3 separate regions of the Danio rerio genome follow, and regions 2 and 3 are each linked to region 1. A link is a contact called in public Hi-C data. All regions are on one chromosome and are shown on one strand. The core of a region is the stretch at or near the end of the contact, and the rest is flanking DNA. Distances in the headings are between cores, read along the strand shown. Region 1 has its middle 22 kb from the start of znf346. Region 2 holds the start of nsd1b (nuclear receptor binding SET domain protein 1b). Region 3 has its middle 16 kb from the start of nsd1b.

Region 1 (3,048 bases), core at 270-2,769:
AAAAGAAATTAGTTATTAAAACTATTACGTTAAGAAATGTGTTGAAAAAATCTTCTGTCAAACAGAAAGTTCACATGGGGCTAATAATTCAAGTGGACTAACAATTGAGATTTCAACTGTGTGTATGTAATTTCAAGTTTTTCATGCATCAAAATATATTTTGGAATGTATTCCAAGGTCAAGAAAATGCATTTTAAACTGTGGACGAAGATCTGAAGTATCAATTATTTAAAATAAAAATGATTTATACTCTTAAAATAAGAGTAAAAGAATAGAGTGACAAATAATGCACAGCACAACACATACTTAAATATGTTTGCTTGTTACTGTGGCTGTCAATAAAAGTTTTATTTATTTTTCAAGTTTGTCTTTTTCAGTTGAAGTCAGAATCATTAGGCCCCCTGTTTATTTTCCCCAATTTATGTTTGCACATTTAACACATTTATAACCATAATAGATTTAATAACTAATTTCTAATAACAGATTTCTTTTATCTTTGCCATGATGACAGTAAATAATATTTGACTAGATATTTTTCAAGACACTTCAATACAGCTTAAAGTGACATTTATATGTTTAACTAGGTTAAGAAGGTTAAGGTAATTATGTAAGATATGATGATTTGTTCAGTAGACTATCGAAAAATATAGCTTAAAGAAGCTAATAATATTAATATAATAATAATATAATAATTTTGACATTAAAATGGTTCTTAAAAAAATAAAAACTGCTTTTATTCTAGCCGAAATAAAACAAATAAGACTTTCTGCAGAAGAAAAAATATTATCAGACATACTGTGAACATTTCCTTGCTCTGTTAAACATCATTTGGGAAATTTAAAAAAAAGAAAACAAATTCAAAGGGGGGCTAATAATTCTGGCTTCAACTGTATAAGTACTTTTCAACTAAATACATATTTAAAAGTATGAGGCAAAATATCACATTTTTGTATGAAAATGTATTTATTTTTAAGAGCTTTCAAACCTTTTTTTTCCAAATACATTGTAATATAACTTTAAATGTACTCCTGGCAAACTCTTGACTTAAAGTTTTGATTCGATGTAAAAAAAGTAAAAATTTGTTTTGTAACTGAACACTTTTGGGCTTTACAATATAGGTATTCAGTGTATACTACATAAACATAATCAACTTGAAACTGGAAAAAAAATTTTGAAAAAAAAAAAAAAACTACTGAACAACGATCATTCTTGTACCTTTGACTATACATAGTCAACATTAAAAAACCTTTCGATTTGAAAACTGTTCACAATACCCATTCAGTCTTTTTTAACAACTTCATACTCTGACTATAATAGGCTTATATATTACATTTTGAAAATACATTTCAATATATATTTGAATGTGTATATATTTTTACCGGATGAGAAACTGCTGTGCTAAGATCTCAGGAGGGAATACACAGGGAAAGCTGGCGGTGGGTTTGTACATTGAGTGGGTCTGGGTCTGTTTCAGCCTGCTAGTGCGCTGAACTGAACTGTGTTGTTGTTTATGCCGTGGCGCCTCACTGGAGGGCAGAAGCCGCTCTCTCGGTGAATGGAAAGGCTCCAGATCCTCCCCCTTCGAGTAAATAGATCTTATCAATGAAAATAGTCAACCCTCCTCCCTGCTGCCGTTTTATGAATGAAAATACCAAACCGCGTTTTCGCCACGCATCATGGCTGTTATTGCACGCATTAGCATTTATAGTGCTCATTTTGCTAAATAGTGCTAGCTTTTATGCTTAAGTGCTCGTTTGTTTTTCTTTTTATTTGAGTTTATTTGTTGTGCTTCAGCAGTTCAGCATGCTACTGAGCCCCTTTGAATTATTTTTTTTTATATATTTCCCAAATTATATTTAACAGAGCAAGGAAATGTTCACAGTACGTCTGATATTTTTTCTGCTGGAGAAAGTCTTGTTTGTTTTATTTTGGCTATAATAAAAGCAGTTTTTAATGTTTAAAAAAACATTTTAAGGTCAAAATATTTCGCCCATTTTTCGATAGTCCACAGAACAAACCATCGTTACAATGAATTGCCTAATTACACTAACCTGCCTAGTTAACCTAATTAACCTAGTTAAGCCTGTAAATGTCACTTTAAGCTGTACAGAAGTGTCTTGAAAAATATCTAGTAAAATATGTGCTGTTATCATGGCAAAGATAAATCATAAATGAGTTATTAAAACTATTAGAAATGTGTTGAAAAAATCTCTCAGTTCAACAGAAATTGAGGGGGAAATAAAGGGGGCTAATAATTGAGGGGGGCTTAATTCTGACTTATTGACATTTATAGCTAAAATACACTGATTCTTATACATGACGGTGCTAGCAATTCAGTTGTTGGTTTAAATGTCAGTTTTCCAAAAAATAATAATAATAATAATAATAATAATTTAGCTGGTTTACATAGCACATTTGAAGTACATTACTTCAGAGAAGAGATTTGGTAATGACAAATCTGTAAGAGTCCAGCAGTTTGGTGAATGTGACACCCAGGTCAGGTCTCTTCATCATGGCCAAGTGTGCAGCATTTTCCCATTCACACTTGCTCTTCGCTAGTATTTTCTTTAGTCGCCTTTAAAAATGAATTTAAAACATTGTCCCCTCTGTAGCACATTGTGTGCCATTTAACTTACAGAAAATGGTTATAATTTTCTGTGTTAAATTCTGAACGCCCTAATTGTCTGTATACTGTGAATGTCTCTTGATCATCGAAAGACGGCAATTAGGAAAAAGCTAAGGCCAGTGTGTAATGTATGCCATCTTGTGGACAAAGTCTGAACATATTCGAATACAAGATTGAAAAACGCAACCCAAAACTGTTTTTTTTCCCCCAAAGATGGTCCACAGAAAAAGAAGCTTTTAGTGTTTATTAAAAGAACAATTTTTTCATAGTCAAATACATTTAGTAATGTAAAGAAACAATTTCCCCACAATTCTGTGAAATGCTTTTCTTTTAAATCAACTTGTCATCTGAATACCTTAATATTTTCTGTCAATGTTGTTCATGACAGCAGATCTTGCAGGTCAAAGTGGTCGAATAGTTTT
Region 2 (3,048 bases), core at 204-2,703, 240 kb before region 1:
AAAAAATTTAAAAAATCCAGAATTATATAATATAATATCCTTTTCCAATCTGCCAAACAACAAGTAAATATCCAACCTGATTGCACTGCAAAAAAAAAATGCTTTTCTTACTTAGATTTTTGTCTTGTTTTTAGTCCAAATATTCAAAAATTCTTAAATCAAGAAGAATTTTCTAGGAAAGCAAAACATATTGTCTAATAATAATATGCCAATATTAAGCGAGTTTTTCCATAAAACAAGCAAAATAATCAGACAATGGAGTAAGCAAAATATATCTTTTTCTTTGACATAAGATTATTTTGCTTACCCCATTGGCAGATCATTTTGCTTGTTTTGAGGAAAAACTCACTTAATTTGGGCTGTTATTCCTGAAAAAAAGGCAATAGGTTTTGCTTGTCAAGAAAATTCTTCTTGATTAAGGAATTTTCAGATATTTGGACTAAAAATAAGACAAGAAAATTTAAGTAAGAAAAGCTTTTTTTGCACTGTGTAATCCCATTATTTAAAACACCCACTAAACTTACTCTCTGTATATCTGGTGATCTTGACATTTATATTTGAAAAGATACATTTGTGAACTATTTTATAAAAGAAAAGCTACAAATTGTATTTGTCTATATATTTTTTTATATAAATACAATCTAGATATTAAATTGAAAATGTATTGATGTATCTGATTTTTACACAAAATTAAACTAAATTCCTCAAAGTTTTCAGCACGACTGTAGGTTCGGACGGGTTTACAGTAGTAGGGCCAGTATGGAGAGCCATTTCGAGCATACTCCAAAACATAGGGACGCAGCAATGAAAGCGGCGCACATATATGACAGAGCCAAGCATGAACTCTGACACACACACACACAATTCACACGAAGTAGTAGTATAAGATTCGGCAATGACATACATGTGCAACCCCTAGCGCTGGGTTCATTGCCACGCGTGCTAATCTCATTAATATGTATATCTTTGTATTTTAATACTATGTATCTCCGGGTAAATATGCGAGTTCACACAGGGTTACGCCTGTCTTTTCGTTTAAAAGACAAAAAAACAAACAGAATGTTATACTCAAGGAAACACCGCTGAAATCTTACCATTTGCATGTTGACAAGTGTCATTCATACTGAAACCACTTCGTTTGTGCGCGTGAAATGACCCCTTTTCCCAAATTGTGAAAGTGGATCAAGAAAATCCCAGCCGCAGCTGCAGTAGTAGGCCAGAGAACCTGAGAACACATTCACGCTACCATCACTCTCCAGCCCTACAATATAAAAACACAGCAAAGACATGCATTATAACACTCACGCAGAGAGCAGGCTTCCCAGTGCGCGGTGTCTGAGTCACAGCGTACCTCCGCTTTACGATACGGACGTTGTACTTTTCATTTTCAGTGATTATGCTTTCCTTGCTGTCGACCTGCTCCTGGTTCTGTTTCAAGCCCGTGACTGTATGTGTCTATGAACAGCAGCCAATCGGCACAGCAACCCAGCCCCCTGTGAGAGGAGCTCTCCTCAACTCCTGTGCTTCACTTTATCCCCAAAACACATCCCAATAAACGCTCAAATGCATTTTTAATCGAACATTTCAACGTCTTTTCAACATTTTCCCCAGTTATACGCGCTTTTATAACGGGTTGACGTTTCTGCTATTAATTGACAGCATGTTTCATTGAAGTGATATGACAGAAAATTCTGAAACAAACATAAGTGTTTAACACAAACATTAGGAACATTATTTAAATACGCGTTTTGATTGTAAGTTCAGCGCTCTTGTTATTCAAGATGGAGTCTGCCGTGTGCTGGCACAGGCCACAAAGTGTTAAATTTCGATTTTGAAGTAAGCCTTTATACATCCAAGAAGTTGTAGCTCGCCTTTCAACGACGCTTTTTACATTGTGTTAATGATAACATGCCTCGCGCTCAACGTGTTCTATGCGTTCTGCAGTGTTACTCCATGAATAATGGCAAATTCGTGTAACGTTATATATATATGTATTAGAAGAGGATGTGCGTAATAAACAAGGCACAAACATCGCCAGCAACGCGGCTTCTCCGTCTCATTAAGTCACATCTTCATAAAATGGCATCGAATCTGTTCATTCAGGTTATATTTGGGCGTGTGAACAAATACACCGCGGGTTTGATTTCCTGCTTCTGCCGTTAATAAAACAATTCTGGTGAGAGAAAATGGAGGAGTCGGACATTATGCCGACGACTGTGCCAAGGATTAATGTCGTGCGAGTTTGGCATTTGAGCGATTTAAAGCGACGAACAGATATATTTTTATCCCATTTCAATAAGTGGCAGCGATAACATGTATTTGGGGTAGTTTGCAACATGTCTGTTTCAAATCCTGCATAACTCAAAACTGTTCATCGTCCGGTTAGGGATATTTTAGGGGATGGCGTGTTCAGGGCTTGGGGACTGCCGTCGTATCCACTCGACGCAGTTAAAGATGTTTCTCTCTGTCATCTTTAAGGGAAATCTGCGAAAGATGTCAACACTGGCGTTGAGCTGAGAGAGAAAGTGTTTCAGAGCTGTCTGTGGGCCTGCTGTTGCTGTTTTCTGCTTCGCCTGAACAGCGCCGCACCTGACAGAAAAAAACACACCCGGGGTAGGCTAAGTTACAGCAGGAAAAGTACACGGAATTTGCGGACGTTTTTTGCTATTTCTGCGGATAATTTTGGTAAAAATCTGCGGATTTCTGTGGAATTATTTTGGGAGTATCATAACTAAAACCTTAACATGTGAAATATTTAATATTATCTTTTTAACTTTTATTTAATATTTAAAATGCAAATTCAATTAGATCCACTTTATTTGGTAAACAAAGCAAGTCCCTCATACAATATATCTACTAAAAGACAGAAAAAAATACTTTGCAAACTGTATTGTACATCAGATGAACATTCATATAAGTAAATATTACTGTAATTAATAACAAATACTGTATAAATAGATTTACACACATTTACCCAAGTAAATAAACAGAATTAATGATAGGCTAAAAGTTTGTGGAAATCTGCGGAAAATCTGCAGATTTTTAGCC
Region 3 (3,048 bases), core at 403-2,902, 220 kb before region 1:
CACCGGGAGCTCAGCGAAGAGGCCCTGGGGCTCCTTACTTGCCTACCATACAACGCTAAGGGCGCCTTGGCCCGAGCCCCAAATCAGCAGGGCTGGACATTGTGTGAGTAGAACTGCAGAGCTCATGCTCGGACCAAGTACAAACAATCCCCACTGGGCCGTTGACGGCTGTTTGAGGCTAAGGACGGAGTCCCCCTCTGGGGCACTGGCCCTGAAGGACCTCTGCATGTGGGTTGGAGCCAAGCAGTTGGAGCAAGGACACAAAGCCCAACATGGGGCATGCCAGAAAAATTAACTGGAGACTAACAGCTCCGGCAATTTACATTTTTACAGAAATCTCTTCATAGAGTGTTTTTTGCAAACTTTAGTGTAGTTTAGCACTGTAGGTGGTAAAAAGAATGCAGGGTTAATTTCTGTTTGTTGGATTTTAAGATGCAAAGCCACTTTTAAAGTATACCTTTATTCTTTATGTCCAGACTGCACTGTTATTTTGACAGTCACATCACAGTCCCTGCAGTTTAGCAAAACCGCTAACTCCTAGAAAAGGTCCAGAAAAACCAGAGATTAGATGTTCTCTGACTTGTTCCTCTTTTTAGCTTTGTACTGCATGCAGATGAAGGTTATCTGAGGCATTCATTTTCCATGTCATTTTGCACGTCAAGGACAGACATATAATTCAGAAACCATGTTTTAAAAGTTGGTTCACCCGAAAGTAGAACTCTTTCCATAATTTTCTCACTCTCATGTCAAATGATTTTATGGCAACACTTAACTGCTTATCTGTTGATACTGCTCTTTTAACAGACATTTAACTAACTATGAAAAACTTAGCAAGAACAAGTTAATTTACAGTAAGCCTAATCCCAACATAAAAGTCTACCTATAATCTAATGAGAATTAGTTGGCATGTAGATGCAATGTTACGTAAATTCAACAAACGGACCATCAAAATAAAGCGTAACCGATTTTCTTTATTCTGCAGAACACACAAAAAAGCAGATCCTTTCAGTTTTTCAGTCCAATTTATTAAAGTCAATACGATCCAAAGCATCCAAGCTCTCTTAGGTATAATGCAGCATGAACTAGCTGGTGTTTTGTACATCTTCTGAAATTGTAACCTCAGATGTCTTGACTTGTGAAAACCCATGAGGTTTGACATGTGCATACCACAGGCCAATCTACTGATGCTGATCAATGCTCACATTTGATTGGATGTTTGGAGTTTAAATGTTGAAACCACATTGGCTTTCCATGTGCAAACAAAACAGTTCACATACCTTTTTGTAAGACAATACAACAACAAATGAGTTTTGAACAACAAGCAAATCACATGCCTTTTCTACTACAGATTGTAGAACTTCACTCCTTTGCATCAATCATAATCTATTTTCTACAAAAAGTTTCTACATAATCTAAGATTCTACAAACCAACAATGCGTAACATGGTCAAACAAGACTCACAAGCAAACTGTCAATGGCGTAAGTCAATGGAAATGCCTATTGATATCTCTAATCACTCTTATTTGGACGTGCACTTTGCTCTCTCTCAGATCTCAGCTGACCTGGTTTGCCTGAACTCGGCCCATCTCCAGTGTCTCCTCTCCAGGCCAGAGCAAAGGGCAAACCTGCAGGGCAAGACGGGACGGACGAGCCTCTGCAACGGTCTGTCTGGCGGGATGAGTTTGTTCAAACCCTCATTCACAGACAAAAGCCAGAGGTCTCCGTTTGGCCTCCATACAAAGACTCTGAGCTACTCTTGGCAGAACTATAAACATCCTTTCCTTTATGAGGGACACTTGCCGTTGCTTAAGGAAGCGCTGGAATAAACAGCGCCAAGAAGTTCTTCCTCTCCTAAATCTCATATGTCCAATTAATTAGTTTATTAAGATGAGGGAAAAAGTGTGCGCCTCCTCTCGGTTGTTTCCAGACAGGTTTAATGTGCATTTAAGGCCGGACAATAGGCCGTTCATTCATATGCAAAAGCGAGGTATATGGAGCAAGCCAGTTTTTGTGGGCAATGACTCAGACACCGATTGAAGGGCAGTGGGGCATGACGAGAGGCCCTCCCTGTATCTGCCCGCTGCAGCTCTCTCTGCTCCCAAAAAAGAAAGGGCTGGGCTCTACCCGGTGGGGTGGAGTGGGGGGGTAGAGGACAAAGAGCACAGCCGTGAAATGGCGCTTGTAAAAGACTGGCACCGGCCCCCTCATTGAGATGTCAATCTGAATCGTGGTTCTGTGGGATGAGGCCTGTCATATAGCTGTTGATGAGACAGTAGAGGGTTTAGGGCTCCTCGCTGGTGCGGGTCATGATCTGATGCTGGTGAGAGCCTCTTCCTTCCCACCGTTCAATGGGTTCAGCTTTATATTTAATTTCGTTTGCTAAGTCGTCCTGTGTGAACTCTACTCATTTGAATAAAACCCATGTTGTTCATTCTGATTTGTGAGTGATCACCTTGTGATTCAGGAACTTCTGACAAAAAACTGATCAATGATCACTTTGGTTAGCAGTATTCAATTATAGTTTTTACAGTTAACAAAATTCACAGTAAGTTTATGAGTTTTTATTTTCAACCTTACATTTTCACACTAGTTTTAAACTCAGCTTTATGTTTCGACTGCGGCTCAGTGGAAATAATTGCATTTTTGTGAAACTATATAATATTGACTAGTTTCTAGGTAAAATGAACACTACTGCCCATATAATATGTCATCTGAAACGTGCATTAAAATGTTCTCTAAGCAACTTCTTTAATGGTTCACAAAAAATATATACACATTTTGTGAAGCTGCTTTGGAATGATATTTTTTGTGAAAAGTGCTATACATGTAAACTTGAATTGAATTAAATTGGAAACATAACATAACCATGATAATTGACTGTTATTTAGTACCTTTATACATAAAATAATAAGCCATGTACTATTTTCCATACTTGTTAATTTCCATGAATTTTTTATTTTTTGAAAGCCTTTTCAAGGGAATAAATGTTATCCTTTTGATTTTGCCACATTTTCCTATATTTTTTATACATTTTTTTAGACAAAACAT

What was found. A called contact is a pair of places that touch in the nucleus more often than the background predicts.
Region 2: a Hi-C map of embryo shows a contact between it and region 1, with 2.8 times the contacts expected there. The contact joins the promoter of nsd1b here to the enhancer-like site in region 1. A contact is called at or near these places in 9 of 18 Hi-C or Micro-C datasets (caudal fin, embryo, fibroblasts and 3 more) and 1 of 4 datasets of contacts at active chromatin or transcription factors (caudal fin).
Region 3: a Hi-C map of embryo shows a contact between it and region 1, with 4 times the contacts expected there. The contact joins two enhancer-like sites. A contact is called at or near these places in 8 of 18 Hi-C or Micro-C datasets (caudal fin, embryo, fibroblasts and 3 more) and 1 of 4 datasets of contacts at active chromatin or transcription factors (caudal fin).

What each region holds. Positions count from the first base shown.
Region 1 is chr21:40,773,877-40,776,924 of GRCz12tu, reverse strand. No RefSeq gene overlaps it. Among named protein-coding and RNA genes, the nearest start is that of znf346, 22 kb to the right of the region's middle. Within about 2 kb of position 1,519, at least 36 of the 62 cell types and tissues checked have an H3K27ac peak or open chromatin away from gene starts, as enhancers often do.
Region 2 is chr21:41,013,465-41,016,512 of GRCz12tu, reverse strand. It overlaps nsd1b (nuclear receptor binding SET domain protein 1b), which reads right to left and starts at 1,453. Exons shown (of 23, transcript XM_073935469.1): 1 at 1,352-1,453; 2 at 1,095-1,225.
Region 3 is chr21:40,997,590-41,000,637 of GRCz12tu, reverse strand. No RefSeq gene overlaps it. Among named protein-coding and RNA genes, the nearest start is that of nsd1b, 16 kb to the left of the region's middle. Within about 2 kb of position 1,652, at least 20 of the 62 cell types and tissues checked have an H3K27ac peak or open chromatin away from gene starts, as enhancers often do.